Linked DNA regions of Rattus norvegicus: region 2 is linked to region 1. Evidence: chromatin contacts called from public Hi-C data. All regions are on one chromosome and are shown on one strand. Each heading gives the region's core, a stretch centred on a gene start, on an enhancer-like site or on the middle of the called end of the contact. The rest is flanking DNA. Distances are from core to core; before and after follow the strand shown.

The links. Hi-C and Micro-C count contacts between places; a contact is called where the count stands out from the background.
Region 2: a contact with region 1 is called in a Hi-C map of the A7r5 cell line, with 2.6 times the contacts expected there. The contact joins the promoter of Trabd2b here to the enhancer-like site in region 1. A contact is called at or near these places in 10 of 12 Hi-C or Micro-C datasets (the A7r5 cell line, the Rat2 cell line, Schwann cells and 5 more).

What each region holds. Positions count from the first base shown.
Region 1 is chr5:133,121,276-133,126,429 of GRCr8, reverse strand. No RefSeq gene overlaps it. Among named protein-coding and RNA genes, the nearest start is that of Trabd2b, 54 kb to the left of the region's middle. Within about 2 kb of position 3,194, at least 7 of the 93 cell types and tissues checked have an H3K27ac peak or open chromatin away from gene starts, as enhancers often do. A contact at or near this core is called in the A7r5 cell line, where this site is marked.
Region 2 is chr5:133,174,589-133,180,234 of GRCr8, reverse strand. It overlaps Trabd2b (TraB domain containing 2B), which reads right to left and starts at 2,221. Exons shown (of 8, transcript XM_006238601.5): 1 at 1,633-2,221. The coding sequence starts at 1,734.

The DNA.
Region 1 (5,154 bases), core at 1,945-4,444:
CCAGCTACTTGGCCTCATTTTGATCCTTTCTCCCTTACCCTGTGCCAACCAGCTGCAGGCAGGGCTTGAAAGGTCCCCACAGGAAGCTCCAAAGCTGATGAACATTTTTGTGGTCATGCATGGGTACATAGATGCTCTGTTTCTTAAAGCTATTGTAATCTCTATAATAACATTTTCCTCTCCTTAAGTAAACTTGGATGGTAGCCCAAAGAATATGCCTGGTTTTGCCTGGGGGATTCAGAACTGGAGGCTAGGGAGGGAACTTGACTTGGAAAAGTGGCAAGAAAGGAGTAATGAAGGCTGGGGCACAGAGTGAAAACTGCACATCCCAATAACACTAGTCACTGGACTATCTTATCACTATACATGGCTTGAGTTAAGGACAGGGACAACTGGTTGAGTGGGAACCTCAAGATGGCGCTAAAACTAACTAGCTGTGGACCTTCCAAGCAACTTGACGTTTTGGGTATAGTACCTTTACCACCTAGAGGTCTTGGTCATGGCCACTAGGTACTACTGTGTCACCTCAAGAAAGCTATCTCACTACTTATGCCTCAGTTCCTCACCTGAAAAATGGGAATAATCATAATCTATAACCAAAAAGGGTACAGGAGATAAATACATGCAGAATGTGCTCAATGCCTCTTTAAAAGAAATGCACAGGGATGACCATGTCTCAGGAAATATGACAATTCTAAGCCTCTCGGGTTCTCAAGATATGGGCCTTTTGAGTCACTGAGTTAAAATAGTCTTGGGATCATGGAGTAATAAATTCAAAAAATAATTAGTATCCTAGATTCTTGGAATCACAGAAATGACTATGAAACAAAATGAAATCTACATATTCAGGCTTCAAAAGGCCAGACATATACTGCTTGTTGAGTGCCCCCCCCCCCCGCTCTCTCTCACTCTCTCTCTCTCTCTCCTATAAACCCCAGTGTCTTAGGGTTTCTATCTTGATAAAACATCATGACCAAAAAGCAACATGGGGAGGAAAGGATTTGTTTGACTTCCATATCCTGGTCATAGTCCATTGAGAGAAGCCTTTGTGGGAACTGAAGCTAACTAACCCCATGGAGGAACGCTGTCTATTGACTTGCTCCCCCTGCTTGCCGAGGTTATTTTCTGATATGCTCCAGAACCGCCACCCTTCCATTTTAATCATCAGTCAACAATCAAGAAAATGTCTACCGGCCAATCCCATAGGGGCATTTGCTCAACTGAACTTCTTCTCTGATGACTCTAGTTTGTGACAAAGCTATCATATGCACTCAGAATCTGCTGCCATCGAGGATGCCCCTGGGATCTTCTTGGACCCTAAGGCCAAGGATCTGCCTGACCAAAGTTGGCACTACTTTTGTCTGAGACCCCAGAGCACATTGGTCTCTTGGTGCGGCCAAGCTCTGTCTAAAATGCTTCAGAGCGAAGAACAGTGCTTTATCAGGGTTTGGCTCAGAGGGAATTCTGTCATCTTTCACAGCTTGGAAGTGACCAAGACCCTGTTCTTTCCAGAGCGCCATTGTCATATTCTCTTGCAGTGAGTACAAAGAAGTAAGCTGTGTGCCTGTGTGTGTCTCTGTGTGTCTGTGTGTGGGCAGAAGGCTGGGAAGGGAGCTTTGAGGCTGACTCTCAGAAGTTAAGAATACTAAGACTAAAGTGACATGAGAAAGGAAATGGAGTAGCTGGCATGTTCCCAGTAGACACAGACCTAGCCCTTGCTACAAATGGTGGACACTGAAGTGGGGTGGACAGTGCAGCTGGTAACAAGACCCATTCATGTCTTCCTATGAGTCAAATGGACTTTCAGAGTTCCTCAGTCCTGTCTCTTCATTTCCTGCCCTGTTTTGTGATAGAAGAAGCAAATAGCAATCAATTACTGCTTATTACAAGTGTGATTGTAAGATGAAGGTGTGTCCCCCAAATTGAGCTAACTGAGCATCTTGGCAAGGGTCGAGGATGATGCATGGAGCTGCCTATGTGTATTCTGGACTAAGAAGCCCTGCTAAGGTGTCTGTTAGAGCGAAAACACAGCCAGAGAGCCTTGCTCACAAATCTAATATCTGGCCTAGGGTGTCTCCAGCCAAAGGAAAGGTCTCCTGTTCTTTCTTTCTTTCTTTCTTTCTTTCTTTCTTTCTTTCTTTCTTTCTTTCTTTCTTTCTTTCTTTCTTCCTTCCTTTCTTTTTCCTTCCTTTCTTTCCTTTTCCTTTTTAACTTTTCATTGGTTCTTTGTAAATTTGACATCTTGCACCTTAGTCCCATTCATCTCCTCATCCCCTCATATCTGCCCTTCACCTGTACAATCTGTCACCCAAAATAAAACACACACACACACACACACACACACACACACACACACACACAGAGAGAGAGAGAGAGAGAGAGAGAGAGAGAGAGAGAGAGAGAGAGAGAGAGAGAGAGAGAAACAATAACAACAAAGCAAAGCATAGAAAACAGCTCCTTGTTAGAGCTGGAGTGTGTCACAGAGTGTCCTGCAGTGTATCCTTCTGTTCACACATCTTCACTTGCAAATGTTTATTGCATTGAGTCATTGGTTTGAAATTTCTGTCTTAGAACCTCATCAAGACTCCTCTGGATTTTCCTGTTGTCCTGGGCCATGAAGGTCTTGCAGCTTTGGATCAACAGGATTGGCCATTTCATGTGTTTCAGCTTTTTGCAAATGATATGGATTTTGGGATGGGCCAACTTAGAGCTGTGGATCTGGGTGTAGGTTCCTAAGCTGATCAGAGCTCGATCTCCCCAGTACAGCTTTGGCTAGGCCACCAGTGCTCATATCGGCTGGAGGTAGGGTCTGTTCTCCTGCTATCATGCTCTTGCCTTTAGAGCCAACTCCACTGTGCTGTCCAGTCAAGGCACAGGGCCTTCTCTCCCAAATGCTGCACCCTGGCTCTTGACCTCAGAGCCGGCTCACCTGAAACCCCCTCCAGCAGGGCCACTTCTACTGTGCTGCCTAGATGAGGTGAAGGTGGCCATTGTTCTAAATGCACAAGGTTATCCTAAGAACTATCAGCAACAAAGGGCAGAAGAATGGGGTAACACCCAGAGAATTGCAGCCTAGGGATGTAAAAAGCCAGGAAGGATAATGATTTATGATCTTTCTCCAAGGGCTGCCATCCTCAGGCCTTCTCAGGACTGACAGAGGCACAGTACTGACTCACACTGAACTCCTTCCCTGGAGGCAGGCAATGGATGTTCATACAGAGTAGGAGGGGAGGGAGGATGGGCTGGGGTTTCCAGCTTTGAGTTGTGAAGTGCCTGAAATACAGCATCTGAAGGGTCAGCTGAAGTAACACGGAGGTGCTGCAGAACAGGTAGGTTCTCAGCACCTGGTACAGTGTGAGGGTAAAATGTCTTCACACACACACAGATGTGTGATTGCAGGGGATCCTGCAGGGAGGTCATTTGCTTCTACCCCTAGCAGGGAGCCCTGCCCCCGATTTCTCCATGTTGCATCATAACCAGTTTTGCTCATGTGATTGGAGTCAGAGACTTGAAATCCTGTGTTAAAAATAGAGAACACCAGGCTGTGGTTCTTTTAAGTGGCCTTAGATCTTCACATCCAGGTCCAAGCCCCACTGTAAAGTAAGGCTGCATTGGACGGTTTTATTGAACTTCACACAAGAGTCATCAGAGAGGAGGAAGGTCACTTGAGACAATGCCTCCATACGATCTTGCTGTAGGCATTTTCTTAACAAGTAGTTTATGTGAGAGGGTTCAGCCCATTTTGTTTCTGGGTTCTATAAGAAAGCAGAGAGAGCGAGCCAGTAAGTGGCATTCTTCCATGGTTTCTGCATCAGCCTCTGCCTGTAGGTTCCTGTCCTGTTTAAGTTCCTGTCCTGCCTTCCTTCCATGGTAGAATAAGCCAAATAAACCCTTCCTTCTCTAAGTTGATTCAGTTATGGTGTTTCATCCCAACAGCACTAACCCTAATTGAGACAAAGGGCAGCTACTTTTATTTAGGGTTTTATCTCCTCTATCTTGCCTGAAATGGTCCTGGATTTCCCTCTTGTCCCTGTGTAGTTATTATCGGTGATAAGTTTACTCTAGAGGAGCCCCAGTTTGTGTGATAAACTATGTTTTAGTGCACCTAAAGCCCTTCTGACAAAATTAGGTGATCCCATTACATAATTCATGTAAAATCTCTCAATGGGTTGCCTGGCACAGAGTGTACATCAAACACTCACCGCTGTTACTCTTGTCCCCTGCCCCAAAAGACAGCTCAGCATGGAAAAGACTATGTATCCTTCAGTTACCAGAGGAGAAAAGCTAATTGTGAGAAAGTTGAAAGTACATTCACATCTAAATATGCAGTTGCGGGGCTGAGGGTGACCTGTCTTCTGTGACTCAGGAGCATGTCAGCAATGCCATTACTCACTCATTGCAGAACAGTCCTGTGGCCCACCAGCAAGGGTGACCAAATGGGGAACCTATGTGTCTTCTGTACCAACCAGCTAAGAAATAGAGACTCACATTGGTTCAGAGAGGCAGGTCCAAATCTACAGGATCTCAGCCAGTAATGAGTTCCTCAGTTGGGATTATAAAAAATTAGACCAGTGTAGGAGGGGAGACTCAGTTTTCCTCAGGGATGCAGACTCTGAGATGCATACAGGCAGTAGTAAATGGATTCAGTAGGTATTAAGAAGACCATGAATTGGGAGGGCAAAGTGTGGGAGAATAGGGGAGGACCTAGAGGGAAGGGGATCTGGGATATATTTGATTAAAGTACTTTATATGCAGGTATGTATATTAAATTCCAAAAATGAAAGTTATAAAACAAAGAAGCAAGGCCAGGCTTAGTGAGAGAGAAACCTAGGAAGTCAGCAGGGAACATATTACTAATGGAGTTATGAGGTATGGAAAAGGAGTTTCACTAGGACTAAAACACTAGAGGGGCCCACTCCAGGCTGCATTCCTGCAGGGGTCAACCAGGGCAGCCATGTGGGCAGAGGCCCATCTGCCTTTTAGAAAGGCCAGTCAATGATGGCAATGGTCACTCAGGTGGAAGGAAATGAGGGGCCTTGTCAAAAACTAGAGGATTGTCAGAGGCGGTGGTTCTCATACAGGGGAGTCCTACCACTGGCATATATTTACCATTCATAATGATTATTAATAACTCATGGAGTTAATGATAGTACT
Region 2 (5,646 bases), core at 972-3,471, 55 kb before region 1:
TTCACTGTGAAAAGCCAAGGGCTGCCATACCACCTGAGAACATTCATGCTTGGCCAAGCCAAACCTTCACCAGGGTGTTTCATGGGGAGGGTGGGGGAGAGGGGGGACCGAGAGTCCTGCTCTGGCAAGAAAAGAGGAAGTCATATAACTTTTAAATGCAGCCATTAGAAGACACATGCCAAGAGCACACTGAAAGCAGAACACCTATTAAAAATAGCACACCTATTTCAACAGCTACTTCCCACTCATAGGGTGGGTAAGGTTTTCTCCTTGGAGGGCAGGTCACCGGCATTGGCTACTTTGCTCCACTCGCTGAGACCACAGATGAGAAAAGCGTTTTAAAAATCTCGAAAAGCCAAACCAAGTCTCAGCTGCTGGTTTGGGAGGAGAGGATTTCACAGAATTAACCCCAAGACATGTACATGGTCTAGGTGCTTTCTAAACTTCCCCACCAAAAAGGTGTACCTGGCTCTCCATTTCCAAGTCTTTCTTTTTCTGTGACCTAGGTACCCACTAGGGTTGTGTGCCTAGAGTAGGGGTCCAAATACCAGGACTGTTTTGTTTTGTTTTTCAGTATAAAAACAGTATAAAAATCTCCTAAGCAAAGCTGTTTTCCATCTAGAAAAGTCCCTGGAGTGACCACTGACCACTTAGAAACTTTAGGTCAACTCCTAACATATTCCTACCTGATTCTGGCACAAATGAAAGTATTTATTGTGGGTGGTGGACACAGAACCACACTTTACCAACAAACCTTGTAAAATTGAATTCACAATAGACAGTGCCTACCAGCTATCCGGCTGGTCTCTTGCACAAGGTAGACTGCTAGCTGTGCACCTTGCCCAAGGCCAACCTATGCCCTGCTAATGAGGTAGCAAAGGAAGACCCTGCAACAGTGTTCTGGTCTCCCAGCCTCCAGTTCAGGATGATTGGCAATGCATTAATCTATCATTGAAGAGAAGGGCATTGCAGGGAAAAAAAATCAAGAGATTCCCAGTTTGGAGAGGAAAGTTGGGAGAAGCAATAATTACTTGGTCTCCTCAGGAAAATATTAGACAAGCAAGTTCATTCTGTCATTTCCGTTTCTCTCCTCTGGGCTCTTACCCCCTTTCAGGAGATAGGGGCATTTGAGACAATAGGTGCTGGGTAGGAGCTTAGGTACAGAAGGAGAGGAGTGAGAATCAGCACCAGAGGCTCCAGCCTTAGGTCAGAAAAAGGGGCAAGGAGAGGGAGGGTAAGCCTGGCCTGGTACAGTGTGAATGAAACAGCAAAAGGGTGGGAAAGGGGCACTAGGTGTTGGGAAGATGAAGTCAGAAGAAGGCAGAAAGAGAGCAAAGGGTAAAGGTAGGATAAAAGACAGGAGAGTCAGAAGCCGGCACAGAGAGGGGAACCTTCCAACCAAGACCAAAAGTCTAGAGGAAACTGTCCGCGAGAAAAGAAGAAACCATCTGGGCTGGGCTGGGCTCAGAGTTGGAGCCCGGAGGACAGATGCTAGGGAAGGGAGCCCAGGCTGTGCCCAGAGGGCGGAGGTGGAGCGAGTGGGCTGAATGGAGAAGGCTGGTCCCAAACCCAAGCCCTTCAGGCAGGAGTGTCCAGGCAGGCGGGAGAGTGGCGGGGCAGGCGCTCGCTCACCGATCCGGGCGGCCGGCACTGTCCTCCGTCCGGGGGTTGCGGGCGGGCGCGGGCGGTGGCAAGGAGGGCGGCTAGCAGCGGCCCCGCCAGGGCGGCGTGCATCCTGCCGGGGCCCGCCGGACGCGGGGACCCTCTTGGGCAGCGCCCCCTCAGCTGGGCGGGGAGCCCCCAGCTGGGCACCGAGGATCTTCTGGAGCACAGGGCTCCAGGCGCGAGATGCTGGGAGCCCGCTGGGGCGTGGCTGGATGTCCCTGTCGGACCTGGGGGTCCCTCTGGGGCGGGGCTCCGTCTGTTGGAAGAGGGGGATCCTCTGGGGCGGGGCCCCTCACCAGGGCGCGCAGCCGGGTTGGCCGAGCCCCGGAATTCTGCGAGAGCGCAGGGGTCCTAGAGCGCGTGGGGGTCCCGGAGCCTCGTCAGGGTCCGGGGGTACGCGGGGCTCCTGGGGAAGTCCTGAGATCCCAGGATGAGCGGGGGAACTCAGGTTATGCTGGGCACCCGGGGCGCGCAAGGGTCCCAGGGGTGCGCGGCGCTCCAGGGGGCGCGCAGTGGGACAAGTGCGGCGGAGGGCGCGGCGGGGCGGGGGTCGGCTCTGAGGTGCCGGGCTGCCCCCGAGCCCGGCTCAGAGGGGCGGCGGGCGGCCGCGCGGCCGCTGCCCGGGCTCCGCCATGCTGCTCCGCGGCCGGGAGGGAGGGAGAGAGGAGGGCGGGAGAGCGGCGCGGAGACGGGCCGGGCGGGGGGCTGGGGCCGCCGGGCGGGGGAGGGGAGGACCCGGCGCGGGGGGCGGGGGGCCGGGGCCGCGGCGGGCCGGGCCGGGCCGGGCCGCAGGGAGTCGGAGCGAGCTCGGCTCCCGGGCGCGGCGAGGCGGGGTCTGCCGGGCATGGCAGGCGCTCGCTGGCTCCGCGCTCGCTCTCTCGCTCGTTCCCTCGCACGCGCGCGGAGGGAGGCGAAGCCCGCAGCAGCCACTTCCCAACTTTCCAAACTTCCCAGCGCAACTTTTTCCTCTCCTCCCTTGCCTGCGCCTCCTCCCTCCTCCCTCTCGTCTCTCCAGCTCTGTGCCGGAACGTAGCTCCTGAGCGCCACCGCCAGAGGGCGTCTGGCTCAGTGGACTTCAGGCTAAGAGGTGGAAGTCCAATGGCCGGGCTGAGACAAATTTGGGGACATGGGTCAGTTTCTCAGAGTACATCTGTGAAGCCTGGTGGGAGTAAGCAGTCAGCAGAACAGGATTTGTGTAGGCACTTGGAGGTATGTGAATGAGATGGTCACTGGAGATCCAGGGAAGGTGGTATTTACTTACAACATTTTGTCATGCTGCTGTGCCTAACACTGGCATATATGTTCTTAGGCACTCTTCAAAGACTCACTACATTAAAGTAAAACATGTCTAAAGGACATAAAATAATTACCATACTGATTCCCTGGAAGCTTCATTCAGCCAGTTGTTCTCCTATCTGTCTCTGGGTTTACACACACACACACACACACACACACACACACACACACACACGCACACACACACACCGCCGTTAAACAAGATTTGCTCTATCCTGGCATTGGAGGTTAATGATAAATTGGGTGGTATTTTCAGAAGTATATAGCTGCCAAAAAAATCAAATATGTAAACAGACAATGAAAATACCATCATAGCACAAGACCAAGGAAAGGCAGGCTTCTACGGCAGGCTCAGTGGACCTCGGGCTAAGAGGTGGAAGTCCAGTGGTCAGACTGAGACAAATTTGGGGACATGGGCCAGTTTCTCAGAGGACATCTGCAAGGCCTGGCGAGAGTAAGCAGTCAGCAGGACCGGATTTGGGTAGGCACTTCGAGGCGTGTCGGAGGGCTCCTGGAGTCAGGGCGGAGCCCTGGGAGGTGATCTTTGAGATCTTTAGATCAGCAGTAGCTAATAGAAGGGAGTGAAGCAGATGGGTCACCCAGTGCCAAGGTGTAAAAGTGAGAGAAAAGGGCCTTCAAGGGACTGCCTACAGAAAGCAGGTGGCCAGAACCTGTGTCTTCATGCCAGACCCGAGAATGCACTCCTTGTATGTATTCAGTTATGGAAATTTACTCCAAGATTCGAAGCTGCAAGTGGCTGGGGCTTATCTCTACTTACAGGATTCATGATTGAGGGGACACGGTAGGGGCAGAGTGGCCAGTGGGAGCCAAGTGATCCTAGGCCACTTGGCTCCGAGCTAAGGGCTCACCACCCCTCTCTCCATGTCTGCTTCAGTTGCACATGGAGCTAGAAAAAAGAATGCTCAACCTTTGAGTGAAGCAGAAGAACTTGCCTCCCTGATCCTTGAATGTGAGCAACTAAGAATGGGACTAAAAACAAAGCACCAGAGATGGCTGTGAAATTTCCATTTTTTTTTTAAAGAAAAGAAAATGAATGGATGTTAGCAATTGCCTACAGTTCAAACTGCAAGGTATCGGGAGCGATTTGTTCTGCTCAGCCTCTTATCCAGGTGACAGATGCTAAATAATCCAGAGTACCCAGAAAACAGGGCGCCAGGGCACAATACAGTAGCTCTGTCTCATGCACACCGAGCTCTGTGACAAAGAGAAAGAGACACCCTGGAGATATACTGCCCTGACTCAGCGCCCCGCCCCCACCCGCCATAGTCACCCATCTGCTTGGAAAGAACAGAGTGAGTTGGTTGGAGAGTGAGAGTCTGCTTCTGAAGAAGTAGGAATATGGTCTTCACTGGGGAATTAGAAGATGGCAGACGGGAATTAGAGAACTGACCAGATCAAACTTCAAGTGAGGGTACGTGTGACTATGAATTAGTGCTTCCTCCTGTATTCCAATTAAAAGTTCTCTCGGATCATATCTTCCCCCGCCCCCCAGAATGATAAAGGTTTTGGCAGTTAATTGTCAGAGGTAACTGCCGTAACTTCTTCCTTTACTGCCTCGTGTAGAGCAGTCAGCAAGCTTAGACCACGGCCTCTTAGAGTCTTTCTCCAGCCCGCTTCCTGGCCTCACTGTTTTTCAGTGACTCAATGTGTGTGACAAGGCCTTAGGCACTGGTACCGTTAATGAGCAAATAAATGTGTCAATCCAAGGGAATCGAAAACATATATCAATGAAGACCTCTATGCACTGAAGTGTTCTTCCCAATGGCCACAGTGTAGAAACAGCCCAACTAACTGTCCATCAGCTAGCGAGCGAGTGGAAAGTCAACAGTGATGTGTCGAGACATCAGGCTATGCACTTGAAAGACATACATTTTTTTAAAAGAGGCATATTCAAGATAAAATATTACCTGACTTTAGAAAGGACTGAAGGGAGCATATGTACAGAGGCAGGAAACAGGATAGTGATCACCCAGAGCAAGGCTAGATAAGGAGATGGAGAGACCATACCAAAGAAATGTTGGGGTTGGGAGAGGGGTAGTAAAAAAGAAATCTCAAATAGTGATGGTTACCCAACTTGGAACAAACTAAAAGAGAAAAAAAAAACCACTTTAAATAGGTGCATGGTACGTGAACCGTGTTTTCCGAAGCTGCTACCCAAAACAATAAACAAGACCATGGGTTTCAGTGTTTTTTGTTTTTGTTTTGTTTTTTTCTAAGAATTCATTTTTCGTTATCTTTGTGTCTGCCACATGTGTGTAGAGTCTCATGAAGGCCATGAGAGGGCGCTGCATTCCCTTCCTGGGGCTGGAGTTTCAGGTGATGTGGGTGCTGGAGCTGATGTGAACTCAGGTCCCCTGCAAGAGCAGAGTATGCTGTCTTAGCCATTGATCCAGCCTTCCAGTTCAGTTTCAGTATGGTGTTTTAAGGCATTCCCCCCCTCCCATTGGTCTTGTGAGATAAACCCTGGGTGGTGTTAAGTCCTAAATCTTAGAGACTTGGCACTTGAACTTCCTCTCTGGACATGACAATGAACTGAGGTGACCTACAACCAACATAAACAAGCTGGTGAGGTGACTAACCTTTAAGAGCCTCTGTACCAAACACTAAAGCTTTTACTTTAGGGCCATTGCCAATCTGGGGCGTTTAGGCAGGGTGAGAAAGGGC